Regions from separate parts of the Mus musculus genome. Here all the other regions are linked to region 1. Evidence: chromatin contacts called from public HiChIP or PLAC-seq data. All regions are on one chromosome and are shown on one strand. Each heading gives the region's core, a stretch centred on a gene start, on an enhancer-like site or on the middle of the called end of the contact. The rest is flanking DNA. Distances are from core to core; before and after follow the strand shown. Region 1 overlaps Etl4 (enhancer trap locus 4). Region 2 overlaps Etl4 (enhancer trap locus 4). Region 3 overlaps Etl4 (enhancer trap locus 4). Region 4 overlaps Etl4 (enhancer trap locus 4).

The links. HiChIP or PLAC-seq counts read pairs in DNA pulled down with a chosen protein or histone mark.
Region 2: an H3K27ac HiChIP or PLAC-seq map of embryonic stem cells shows a contact between it and region 1, with 7 read pairs. The contact joins two enhancer-like sites. A contact is called at or near these places in 4 of 484 Hi-C or Micro-C datasets (the AML12 cell line and embryonic stem cells), 4 of 115 datasets of contacts at active chromatin or transcription factors (embryonic stem cells and pancreatic cancer cells) and 1 of 9 other capture datasets (embryonic stem cells).
Region 3: an HNF4G HiChIP or PLAC-seq map of pancreatic cancer cells shows a contact between it and region 1. The contact joins two enhancer-like sites. A contact is called at or near these places in 2 of 484 Hi-C or Micro-C datasets (the AML12 cell line and embryonic stem cells), 2 of 115 datasets of contacts at active chromatin or transcription factors (embryonic stem cells and pancreatic cancer cells) and 1 of 9 other capture datasets (adipose tissue).
Region 4: an H3K27ac HiChIP or PLAC-seq map of extraembryonic endoderm stem cells shows a contact between it and region 1. The contact joins two enhancer-like sites. A contact is called at or near these places in 2 of 484 Hi-C or Micro-C datasets (both in embryonic stem cells), 5 of 115 datasets of contacts at active chromatin or transcription factors (embryonic stem cells, extraembryonic endoderm stem cells and pancreatic cancer cells) and 1 of 9 other capture datasets (adipose tissue).

Annotation. Positions count from the first base shown.
Region 1 is chr2:20,546,357-20,549,440 of GRCm38.p6, reverse strand. All of the region lies in intron 3 of Etl4 (enhancer trap locus 4), which reads right to left. Among named protein-coding and RNA genes, the nearest start is that of Gm17171, 210 kb to the right of the region's middle. Within about 2 kb of position 1,575, at least 109 of the 459 cell types and tissues checked have an H3K27ac peak or open chromatin away from gene starts, as enhancers often do. A contact at or near this core is called in embryonic stem cells, extraembryonic endoderm stem cells and pancreatic cancer cells, where this site is marked.
Region 2 is chr2:20,778,214-20,781,297 of GRCm38.p6, reverse strand. It overlaps Etl4 (enhancer trap locus 4), which reads right to left. Exons shown (of 22, transcript NM_001081006.1): 12 at 226-356. Among named protein-coding and RNA genes, the nearest start is that of Arhgap21, 190 kb to the left of the region's middle. Within about 2 kb of position 1,422, at least 18 of the 459 cell types and tissues checked have an H3K27ac peak or open chromatin away from gene starts, as enhancers often do. A contact at or near this core is called in embryonic stem cells, where this site is marked.
Region 3 is chr2:20,752,024-20,755,107 of GRCm38.p6, reverse strand. The region is part of intron 7 of Etl4 (enhancer trap locus 4); the gene reads right to left. Among named protein-coding and RNA genes, the nearest start is that of Arhgap21, 210 kb to the left of the region's middle. Within about 2 kb of position 1,622, at least 51 of the 459 cell types and tissues checked have an H3K27ac peak or open chromatin away from gene starts, as enhancers often do. A contact at or near this core is called in embryonic stem cells and pancreatic cancer cells, where this site is marked.
Region 4 is chr2:20,688,178-20,691,261 of GRCm38.p6, reverse strand. All of the region lies in intron 4 of Etl4 (enhancer trap locus 4), which reads right to left. Among named protein-coding and RNA genes, the nearest start is that of Arhgap21, 280 kb to the left of the region's middle. Within about 2 kb of position 1,646, at least 27 of the 459 cell types and tissues checked have an H3K27ac peak or open chromatin away from gene starts, as enhancers often do. A contact at or near this core is called in extraembryonic endoderm stem cells, where this site is marked.

The DNA of each region.
Region 1 (3,084 bases), core at 326-2,825:
GTTGAGCGATGACACCATGACTGGTCACCCTCAGTGTATGGAGGTGAAAACTGAGGCTCAAGGGTATGAATTTACTTTCCCCGAGTCACACAGCCAGTGAGGAAAACAGGACTTCCGTCTCCTTTGTCACCTTCAGATCTAACTGGTAACAATTGAACTGAATGCTAATCCCAATGCTAATCCAAGTCCTCCGAAAGCAGCAGTTCTGATTCCGTGCTTACATATTCAAAACAGTTTCAAAGCAGGTTTTGTCTTAAAAGTCCCTAGTTTCCCTGTTCCAGGTACCTTGAGCTCAGACTTTAATCCTTGTATTATTGGAAAGAAACAAATGAATTTTCTCCATGTTCTTTTGAAGAGGGGGAGCTTAACTGCTCATAGAACAGTTAACAGCAGGAGATGTCTCCTCTGCTGCCAATTGAGGGGTCTGTACCCATCAAGGCTACAGGGCCATCCACCTGCCTCCACTACCAGGTGACCAGGCTTCTGTCTGGAAGCGAGCTTTCTAACTATTAACTTTTCCCTCCTCTTTCTTTCATCCATCCTGCTATTTACAGCTAGTTTCTTAAAAGTTCCCAAACTAATAACTCCAGCACAGTTAATTTTTTTCCAGTCTTAGAGAACATTTTTCCCCAATTTTTTATTAGGTATTTTCTTCATTTACATTTCAAATGCTATCCCGAAAGTCCCCTATACCCTCCCCCTTAGCGAACATTTTTATGAAGGAAAACAAAAAAACAAAACATGCAAGCACATTTGAAAACAGAAGGGCCCTGTTTATAAATCTGAGTCCCAGGTTATTTCCTAGATATTCCAAAGATTTTAGTTTTCATATTTTACAAAATGAAAATCCAGAATTACCAGAGTCTTACCTTCAGATGCGTGTGCATGCACACACACACACGCGTGCACACACACACACACACACACACACACACATGCGCGCAGCATCTGGGAACAGTCAACAAATGTATACAGTATCTTGATGCTCAGTCATCCTGTGAGTCCCTCTCTGTGTCGTCTGTCCCTGCAGCATTCTCCATGGGCACAATCAGCATAATACGTAATACATTACTTGTTTTTCAGCTCTATTCAAAAATCTCAGTTCATTCAACAACAACAACCAAAAAAAAAAAAAAAAAAGCCCTTAAGATAGCCCCAAAGCTGGAACACTCCGTGTGAAAAAGCTATGCTTATAGACTCCATTCTTCCTGCCAAGTGAACAATGCTCACAACAGACCACAGGGTTTCCAAATAACCTTTTGGCAATAACTGGAAATTAAAAAAAAAAAAAAAAAAACAGGAAAAAAAAAGCACATGCATTTACCTGTACCAAGCACTCCACAGGTGAGGCAGAGGCGAAAGAAGAAATCCTAGTTCATCTTCTGAAACTTTACAAATCTAATGGTCTTCGGACTCATCCGTCCTCCGAGCTGTCAGGTAAACCCCCCTCCATGCCTCGGCTGTTTTCTTTTGCAGTTTTTCCCAGTGAAACTCTCCTCATTTGCATAAAGCCTATTTGTAGCCTATAGGACTTTTTGAGTAACTACTTGTTAAACTGGCTGTCTTGACATGCTCTTTCAAGCATGACATCATAAATCTCCATGGAAACCTTAACACCACCTGCCTACATGCCAACGTTACCTGTCAAGTAAAGACTGAAACAATCATCTGAAATTGTTCATTAATGAAACCTTTCAGCCGGGCTCGGGATCTTTGCGCGGTGTAATTTGTGCTGTTGGCAGCAAGGGAACCAAAAAAACGGTGGCTTCGTTTTCAAAGCCTGAGCTGTTTTGCAGAAAACAATGATCAAAATTATAGGCATTCGCTAATCTGCCCCTCCCTGTCTAACAATGCACTTAATCAGTGCAAGAGGAAGAAAAAAAAAAAAACCTCACAGTGGCACAAGTGTGCCTCTCTCTACCGGGTAAAGTTACTTTGAAAAATCTTCAGTCTGCACTTGTAAGGTTTTCCTGCTCTTCCCCGCCACCAACCCCCTACCTACTTTTAACCAGGAAAACCTGCAAAACAGGTTCCTTACCTGAGTGTGTGTCTGTGTGTGCGGGTGCAGCTGTGTACATTTGCCTGTGGCCTGTGGCTGTAGAGGTGGGAGGAGGTACAGACATTTTTAACCCTTTCCTAGCAAGCATGTGCATGTCTCCCAAGCTTATACAAGTAGCTGGACAAACACGTATGCAATTTTCACTATCTCAGATTGTTTTTTAAAGATTTTAAATTGCTTTTAGTTTTGTGGATGGGTGCTTCGCTTGTTTGCCTGTTTATATGTGTACCATGTGTGCCCCACTGCCTGCAGCCCAGAAGGCAGCATCACAGCCTCTGGGACAGGAGATACAGATAGCTATGAGCCATCATGTGGGTGCTGGGAAGGGATCTTGGGTCCTAGGCAGCATCAGCAAGCATTCTGAACCATTAAGCCATCTCTCCAGCTCTACTATTACATTCTTTAAAAAATAAAATCCCTACTTGTCCCGAAAACTTCCTGGTTATGATGCTGAGCTAATTACTCCTTCTTTCCACTTCCAAATGTGGCACAGACACGGGTTTAAAACTGCTGATGCCTGCCACTGAAACGTTTGCATGGACCTGCTCCAAATCCACCAGAGTTTACAGACCATTATCAATTGGCTGTCAGGCGCCACAGCATAAAGGACTTCAGCGAGACTGAATGGGATCAGACACAATACCACGGTGCCGGAGACAGCCGGATGCTGCCTTGCTGCAGGATCCAGCAGCTCTCATTCCCCAGCACCCTGCAGCAAGCTGCACAAGGCTCAGCAGCACCTGCCCTCAGAGGCCAGAGAGCAAGTGTTAACCTTTACACTATGCCAAGCTCACATTGTCCTCTGCAGAAAGCAAAGCACTGGCTTCAAAAACTCGGAAGTGGCTCTTTCTGTAAAGGAAAGGGAAGGTCTTTGGATCAGTGAATAGCCCTGACAGATCTGAGTTCTACATTGCCCCAGTTCACAGTCAACAGATGGGACATTACCTTTGAAGGGAACCAAGAACTAGTGGGGTTTAATGCAACAGCTCAGAGTTGGAACCCTCGGGGTAGGTAAGGAGATTCAG
Region 2 (3,084 bases), core at 173-2,672, 230 kb before region 1:
GATTTTTTTTTTTTTTTTTTTTTTTTTTTTTGGTTTTTCGAGACAGGTTTTTCTCTGTGTAGCCCTGGCTGTCCTGGAACTCACTCTGTAGACTAGGCTGGCCTTAAACTCAGAAATCCGCCTGCCTCTGCCTCCCAATTGGTGGGATTAAAGGTGTGCGCCACCACCGCCCAGCTGAAAGCTTCATAAACATTCCAAGCAACACACTTCCAGTGGAAGGCTCACCTTTGAGAGTGGCCACAGCTTCTCCCACTTGTCGCAGGAGGAAAGCCCCATCTTCCACATCTTTCAGGGTCACCACTCTGCCAGTGGAGGAAGAGTCCTTCTTCAAGTCCTCAACAAAGTCCTCCAGCTCACTGTGGGGAGGCAGAGAGCAGATGGAACTGAGCATGGAGGGTCTCAGAAAGGACACGTGCAGGAGCAGGGGCTCTCCCATTTTCTGCTGTGTCCCAGCCCTATCTTAAGCTTCCAAGGAGGAGGTGGGAGCACAGTCGATAGTAGTTTGCTTTGCAATATTGCATGGCTATGTAAGGTAGCAACGGGAGAGCTCTCCCGTGTCTGTCATTTGTGGTTCAGATTGGTCCCGGGTGGGGGTGGAGTGGGCACTTGATACATTCTTAACTTTCAGTTGTATTCATGCCAGCCAAGAGAACAATGTGCACACTTGGTGACCAGGAATGGAGGGAGAGAAAGACAGAGGGGAGAGAGTCCTGATAGATTAGGATGGAGGCAGAAGATGGGGGCTGGGGGTAGCCTAAGAGGGGGGTATGAACCAGTACTACAGTGAAGTGTGTTAGCTCACTTTAGACAACCAGGTTTCTCAATTTTAGTACCTGACATTTTGAACCATATAGCTTCATTTTTAGTGCAGGGCTGTCTTACACAATGAAGGATGTGCATCCTTGGCCCCTTCCTGCTGAGTAGCAGTAGCAAGCAATCACAAATTCCAATAATTTGTGACACATGTGAATGTCCCTTGACATGGTCAAATATCCCTGGGAAAGAGAGAGCAAAACTGCCCTCAAAATCCCCTAATGGATAGCCTCTCTCTAGTGTACCTGACTGTCCCATCATTAATGACTGTCTCTCTTCTCTCACAACTAAGAACTTAGAGATCTGATTTCTGGAGGGAGGGAGGGACGGATGGAGGGGTTGGGATGGAGAGAGAGAACAGATATCAACTCCAACACAGCCAAGTTATATTCTTCCACTTGAAACAACAAAAACAATTTGCCCAGATGTGTTTGTATCCTTTCAAGTTGCCTGCAAATTCAAGAGAAAGCTCTTAAAGGACGAGGGTGCTAAGAAATGCAAGACCACTAGGTGGCAGTAAGTGAATGGCGGCTGTACTTCCTGGCGCCTTAGTGGAGGAGAGGATGGCCTCACAAGACATGGGCCCTTTCCTCTAGGTGAGTGAGTAGAAAGGAGCTAATGCAGCCACAGGAGGGAGTCCAGCAGGGCAGGACATACATTCAACAAGGATGAAGTCACACGTGACACATCTGACCTCTTCTGAGCAGGGGGATGAAGTATTTGGTGATGCCAGCCATTCTGATACAGAAATCTCTGATGAAAGGATGCCCCGTTAGGGTCTGCATCTGTTAAACACACCTGGTGTTAGGTGAGCATACCTACAGGGCACATGCAGCTGCTGCTCCTTGGGGTGGAGCTGGGCCAATCCTTGTCAGACCTCTAAATGGTCCATTGGTGAGGGAGGTTCCCTGGTAGACCAAGCAGTCTCCTGCATTCTTTCAGGCTTTGATGAAGCCCTTCCAAGCTAAGACTCCAGGGCCCCCAGTTCCTTCAACCACCCACAAACTGGTCAATATGCAAATACTCCTCCAAGGAGATGTTCCATGACCCAAAGCCACTCCATCCAGATAAACTCCTATTTTAGTTTCTCTTACCCAGTCTGCCTCCTGCGCATCATATCCCTGCAACCCAAAGTTCCCCAAACTCTGCTCCCCTTTGACGGGCAGCAGGGAACCTCTGACACCATTATTCTGCCAATTCATGTGCTTGTGATTCCTATTTCGAGCTCTGAAGGCCACTTTTATTAATTCAGAGATTGAAAAAGAGACAGTGCTGCTGAAAATGAGTGCAGACGGCCTTTTGAAAGTCATCAATGGGCTTTTGAAATAGGTAGGCTTTGCTCAAGAAGACGTCAGACATTCATGGGGCCTCCAGATTTCAGCATGGCCTTAAGCTGCTTTTTATTCTGCCTTTGTTGAAAAGAAGCCCATTGTTTGTTAAACTGAACTTAGTCTGACTCTTATTAGAAGCTGTTATTTCCAAGTAGAAAACCATGAAAGATATTGACTCATTTTTTTTTTCTGTTCTTTAATCCCCACTTTCACTCCTCTGTCCTCATGTTCAGAGGACCCAAGCCTAACAGTTCTACCAGAGTATTTCTTTTCTGGAATTTAGAAGGAAGGGAAAGGGACAGAGAAGGGCCAGCAAAGAGCAGGCGTTACTTCTCAGTAGCCCTGAGCCAGGTTCTAGAATATCTTACCTAAGCTCGCTCTCCTGTCATACGGATCCACCCAGTTACCCTAGTCTATGTCTGTTTAAGGTATAAGAAACAGATATGATAATATTAAGGAGATATATATGTATTCCATAACTTTTAAATTAGTGTTGTGTGACTGTGCATGCAGAAGGCAGAAGACAACTTTCTAGAGTTGGTTTTCAGGGTCTATTGTGGGCTCCCATGATCTTACAGTCTTTGCAAGCACAGCCTAGACAGGTACCAAGCAGGTCTCCAAAGCAGGAGTATGACCCATAGAAGACACCAAGCCAAGGAGAATGATACCGTTCAACTGTGAGATGTGATTAGGACCATGGACCCAATTCTCCTGCCAATCCCCAACCCTGTGGTTTTCTAAGGATGCCCCACATTTTCCTGGCCCAGAGATATACTGTCATGGGGCCTGCTGAGTTTCCCAGACCTTAAAGGAGGGACAGTTGGGACAAAGATACCAGGCTCAGCAGATCTCTAGCTTACACAATAGGTGCTCATTAAAGAGAGGGAGAGAAATACCAGCTAAGAAGGTCACCCTGTGAACAAAGACAGTTTTTCTCTTC
Region 3 (3,084 bases), core at 373-2,872, 210 kb before region 1:
TCTCTCTCTCTCTCTCTCTCTCTCTCTCTCTCTCTCTCTCTCTCCCTCTCTCTCCTTGAAGAAAGTGAGAAATGGTTGGTGAGCATAGGCTGTGAGGACTACCAACATGAGGGTCCATTGTATCCGCACAGGGCCTTCCACAAGATCAGTGTCCCTGCAGGTAGAACACTGATAGAATTGAACTCTTATTCTTACAAGGACTGAAGGTATTTTTCACAATTGGATAGTGAACAGGTTTCAAGCCCTTGCTTGTTCACGCCCTGTTTCTACGGTATGAGAGGAAACACTCCCTAATTAACTAAAGATGCTGTTAAGGGATGAAGTCAACAGAACACCAGAATCCAGGTCCTCTTGCTATGCTTGAAGCCTTGCAAGTAACTAATCTATTCATTTTCCATTTCTGCTCAAAGTTACCCTACTGGGGACAAGTTAAGCAACTAAGACACCATCCTGAAAGCACCATGCAGGTGCAACCACAAATGCAGTCTTCAAAGCAGGTAAGTCCCTGCTAAGTTGAGACCCAGGGGCCAGCACACATGCAGTGGAGATCATGGCTGAGGATGCCAAAGGTCTGCCAGCATTTGGATCTTCAATGTCTCCCAAAGGCTGGTGTGGTAAAGGATTCATTCCTAGTCTGTGGTAGGACTGGGGGAGTGCGAGCTTTAGGAAGTGGGTGAGTATGCTCTTGACAGGAATACGTGACCTTGGCTCATTTTGCCTTGCTTTGCTTCCTGGCTGCCATAAATTACAAAGACGTCTTCTGATACATACGTCACTTTGATAAAAGTACAGCTCAGGCTCAAGGTGACAGGGTTAAGTGAACATGTACTGGAATCTCTGAACCCATGATCCATGGGCCCTTCCCCTTAGCCTTAGATATTTTGTTACAAAGATAGCAAAGACACACACATCTCAAGTCTCAATACTGAGAGGTCACAGAGTCAAAAGACTCTGCCATTGTTAACAGAGATGCCCTTGGTCTCCTAGAAAGATCATGTCTAAAATCCAGCAGAAATTGGGATCCTAGAGTTGCAGTTAGGAGGAACTTATTTGGCACTCATAATTCTTCCCATTCTGGTTCAGTGATCCTGACTGAAAGGGGAAAAGAAGGGTGTGCCAAGTTCAGGCAAGTGGATCAAAGCTCAGACACACCCAGGCCAGGGCTCCTAAGGTGTACTGAAGCCCAATGAGGCTCTTCCCAGCACAGTAAATGCAGTCGGGAAACACTCCCAGCAGTTAATCTCCTTCACAGTTTACTTTCTGTGAGCAGACTGTACTAGTTGGGACCTGAAAATAGCCCCAAGTCAAGTGACGAGACTTAGTTGTTTTCTGGATCTGGGTGGCAGCATAACGTGATAGCTTTCTGATTTTATATCGAAGAGACTTTTCTTGATTACCGGACTTTCTGAGTCACAAAATGGGGTCTGTACTTATTTCCTTAGCACTGCACAGAACCCATGATGGGTGATCCCTTAATGTTACAGCAGACACTGAATATCAGCAAAGGAAGGGTTCTTAGGAAACATCACTAGTTTGACTGCAGAATACAGGGACTATGGCTTTCTGGCTATGGTGACACACAGCCCAGGGTAAAGCGTTTCATTTCCTGTTGGCTCTGCCAGGCGGTGACTCTAGCTACCACACCCCAGAATGAGCCAACACAAAATCAATTTTGAAGTTTCTTTCTCTTCCCTGAGGGTGCACTTCAATATTCACGCTCTGAAATGGCATTTCTTTTTTCTTTTGTTAAGTACAGGTACAAACTGGTAGAAATAGTTGTTCACTCCTGCTACAGATTATTATTTATCTGCAACTGACAGCACTATGGGGAAAGGCCCTCGGGTGCCTGAGAAAACAAGGTCCCCCATGCCAGCCTTTTCTGGAGTGGGTGGGTGAGTGGAGGAACATCCTCATAGGAGTCAGCCTTTTCTTTGACAGGATTTCCCATCATTGTCTGCATTGTTGTTAACTCCTGATCTTCGTGCCTCAGCCTCCTGAGCTTCTGGGAATTACACGTGTGTCTCCTGTGCCTGGCTCCTACCTACTTAATCTATAAAATTCTAGCATGAAGGCCAGAGAAATAAAATGACTCAAAGCTGGGTTGTGGTAGTGGTAGCACACGGCTTTAATCTCAGCACTCAGGAGGCAGTGGTAGGCAAAACTCTTGAGATTTTAGTCAGCACTCCACACCATACCATACGATACCATACCAAACCAATCCAAAAAGAACGACTCAGATAAAGAAGGAAGACATTTCTTATCTGATACCGCCCTAATGTTCTTACTGCCTGTCACCTTTCTAGTGGCTCGTGGGTGATAGAGGAAGTAGGGCCCTATTACCTTTATTACAAACAGCATAGAGGCAGCATCATGTCGAGACCCCAGTTTATTCAAATGGCTCCAGTTATCACATTCTGGACTGTCTCTCCTTTTTATTTTCTGTAAAGTCAGGCTTCAGGACAAGTGGCCTCCAAACCCCTTTTGTCTCTGAGGGTGGACAAGGAGGGCATGACTTCTTTCACAGCAGTACAGTAAGTAATATTAGTTTTTGTTTTTTTTTTTAAATAAAAAAGACCTACCACTTTTGGAAAGCAGGAATTGATGCTTACAGTTAGCTGTTATTTTGAATCACATCATTCATGAAAACTAAGGCCTAGAGTTTAAATAAGGATAAATGTCACCCACTTGACCATCAATTGGAGAGACAATGAATCCTAACCCAGCTAAGACATGGTGTGGGCATCACGAGAGCCTGAGTTACATAGACGAGCCTTGTTTTCAGGCCCAGGGCAATCACACTGATTTCTACAGCTTCCTGGAGGCTGGATCTGTCCCTAAGCCTTGATTCTTCTCTTTGGAGAGGTTCTGCTTGGGAACCAAAAAGAGTTGTCTGAATGTTAAATTGCTTGGGGCGACTCCATTTTCCTTGAGCCAGACTCAAGGCTTCTGATTGACAACACCTCTGGAGAGACAGTCGTGTTTTAATTGGACCTAACTAGTGACAGGTAACATCTGTTTCTCTGGAGAAGCTGGTTTGTTTAAAGTAGCTCAGACTTTATAGTGGCCATTCCCTGGTATTTTGGA
Region 4 (3,084 bases), core at 397-2,896, 140 kb before region 1:
GCCTTATTCTGACACGTGCAGTTTACCATGTGACTGTTTTACTGCCCACTTCTGTTGATCCGGCCTTGAGTAGCTGGTGCCTCTTTTCCAAGGACAATAGGGGGAGAAGACAACAATGAGTCCTATGTGCCAGGAAGCATCTAGAGGGCCTCCCTCACATGAGAGAAAAGGAAGATATGTATAGAAATCTGTGAGAAACAGATATTTTAGAAACCACTGGGGAGGAAAAGTTATAATTTGCCAGGAAAGAATGGGAGGAGGAGGGCTGTGTGTGTGGAGGCTTTGTGGTACAGTTCATACTAGTGCATAGTTGCCTATTTTCATGCTGGAGAGATGGCTCAGCAGTCTATAGCACTGGCTGCTCTTCCAGAGGATCCAGGTTCAGTTCCCAGCACTCACATGGCAACTCACAACTGTGTACCTCTTGTTCCAGGGAGCCCAGCACCTTCTTTTGGTCTCCACAGGAGCTGTACACACAAAGTGCACAGACATACACACAAACACCCATAAACATAAAAAGAAAAAAAATTTTTACAGGGTATGTTATATAAATCAAGCATGGTGACATACACACCCTCAAAAGGAGGGTAACTATAAGTCTGAGGCTAGCCTCCTCCACATAGCGAGTTCCAGACAAGCCTGGGCTACATAGTGAGCACTATTAAAAAAAAAAAAAATCAATCAATTCAATCAATCAGGTATAGAGAGAATCTCTTATTAGCATCACCTATCAATAAAAAAGGCTATGGCCAATGAGCTAAGGCAGAATTAGAACGTGGAACATCCATCAGGGAGGGAGAGAATTCTGGGAGTTAAGTGAACCAGGGATTTGCCAAGGAATTGTGAGGAGACAGACATATGAAACACCTCATGAAACACATGAGAAAAAGGTAGCCAGCCATGTGGCATACTTAGAATAGAATAAACTGGATTATTGACACATGAGTTAGTTAGGAAAGAGAACCAAGGCCTAAGCATTTATTAATAAGTAATTAGTCTCAAAGTTGTTATTCCTGGGAACAAAGTGGTCAGGAAGAAAAGCCTAGAGTTAATAATCAATCAATCAATCACTCCATCAGAGTACATATCATACATCAAGTCAGGTATCATACTGAGCTTCACTAATCAAACAGACCAGTAACAAGTGACACAGGTATAAAGGCAAAATGGGTTGGGCTATGTAGGTATGAAAATTGGCCTCTTGGGGATTATATGGACAAGAAAATAAATGTCCTCCTGTGACTCTTATTTCCTTGGATTAATTAACAGGGAATATGAAATCCAATAGAAACTGAAACGCTATCCATTCAAACGCATTCATTTATATAGCACAGTTTGTAAAACAGCAGTGAATAAAATAGGTTTGTGGACTCCTCCTGCCAGTCAGAGAGAGATGGGCAGTGTATTAATAAACAAATGTTGAGACGTTATGCCCGGTAGTCACCAGTGTTCTGTCTGGAAATCAGGCAGGTTCTAGACAAGTTTAACTGAAGGGGAATTTCCCAGAGTGCTCAGAGACCCTCTTCAGATAAAATGACATGAATGAAGATCAGACAAAGGAAACATTGTTCAAGTGTCCCAAGACTATCTCAGGCCAGGGAAACAAAGCTCAAAGGGCGGGAGATTGCAAGCAATTAGCTGGGCTATTAAGAGACTTCAGAGCTTAGGCTGCAGGGTGAAGCAGTGCTGTCAGGTGACAAAGCTGTCTAGAGTGTGGGCTTGTGCTCTGACTTCCCTGTGGTGCTTTGATGATGGTTCCTGTCATGTCTTGAACAGAAGATTGGTGTGGAGTGACCTGGGCGTTTGCATAAGCACCGTGGCCTCTTTCTGAAGATTGCTGCTACCAAGAGAAGAAACAAGGTCATGAGCTGGAAGATAACTAAGTAGTCTTAGCAAAGTGAGTGGAGAGAAGGCAAGCTATTCAGGCTCTGGGTGCAGTTTAATCCCACCTACCATGGCTCTGTGAGGCTCAATAATGACACCACTCTATTCTTGCAACAGTTATTGTAGTTTACCATGTTTGTCTCTGACCTGTACATAATTCACTCCCTTTAGCCTCTGCTCCTTATCAATGAGAAGAGGATAAGCCAGTGTTCTGGAAGAATTATAAAGGAAGAGAGATGACAGCAGGTTTCCACACCAGAAACAATGCCTAGGAAATCATACTTCCAGGAAGTGATGTTGGCTGGTTTTAGTGATCTCCTATTCTTTTATCATACTAACATTTGTTCAAGTGTATGGATGTCAATGGTGTTCAAATAAATTTAAGAATTTTCTTACATTTTTTTCCTAAAGGTAGAATCTTACTGTGTCGCCCTAGATATTCTGGAATTCAATATGTAGACAAGGCTGGCCTCACACTTAAGAGATTCACCTGCCTCTGCCTCCAGAGTGCTGGGATTTATGATTTGCACTGCTATGCCTGGTGGGGAAGAATTGTCATTAGCTCCTCTGGATGGCCTTTCAGTGTTCCTAGCTTTCTTTATTTTGCCTTACCCTTAACTTCAGTACATGATTTGTCCAAAGCCATACTCCTTTCAATTTTCCAGAAACGCCTTGACCATTTTATTCTCTCACCATGCCTTTGTTCATTTGACACCCTCCTCCAGGAAGCACTCTTCTAAGTGAAGAGTCTGGTTTTCATTGTTTCATGGTTCCTTGGCCATCCCTTCTGTCTCTCCTTCCAGCCCTGAATGCATACATCTGAGAACCAGCATCATCCAGATCCATGGATGGTTCAGCACACTCAATCCCACCCCATCTCCTCAGAATGTTACCTTTTCCCCAGGATCTTGACAATCTGCCCATCATATCATTCTTCTTCATATGCCATTTTCCCTAGGCACACACAGAATCCTTGGCTTCCTGTCCCTTATCCCTGCAATGGTTGCCATCTCATGCCATTGCTATGAGAAGATGCTTGAACAAAGCAGCTTTGTGAAAAATTAGATGAACTTCCCCCTGCCCTGTGTGTGTGTGCATGAGTTTGCATGTGCATGTTTGTGTGCATGAGTGTGTGCTTGTGTGTGCGCATGTGTGCATGCATATGTGTGGCTGTGTTGCCAGGTTCTCTGCTTTGTTTCA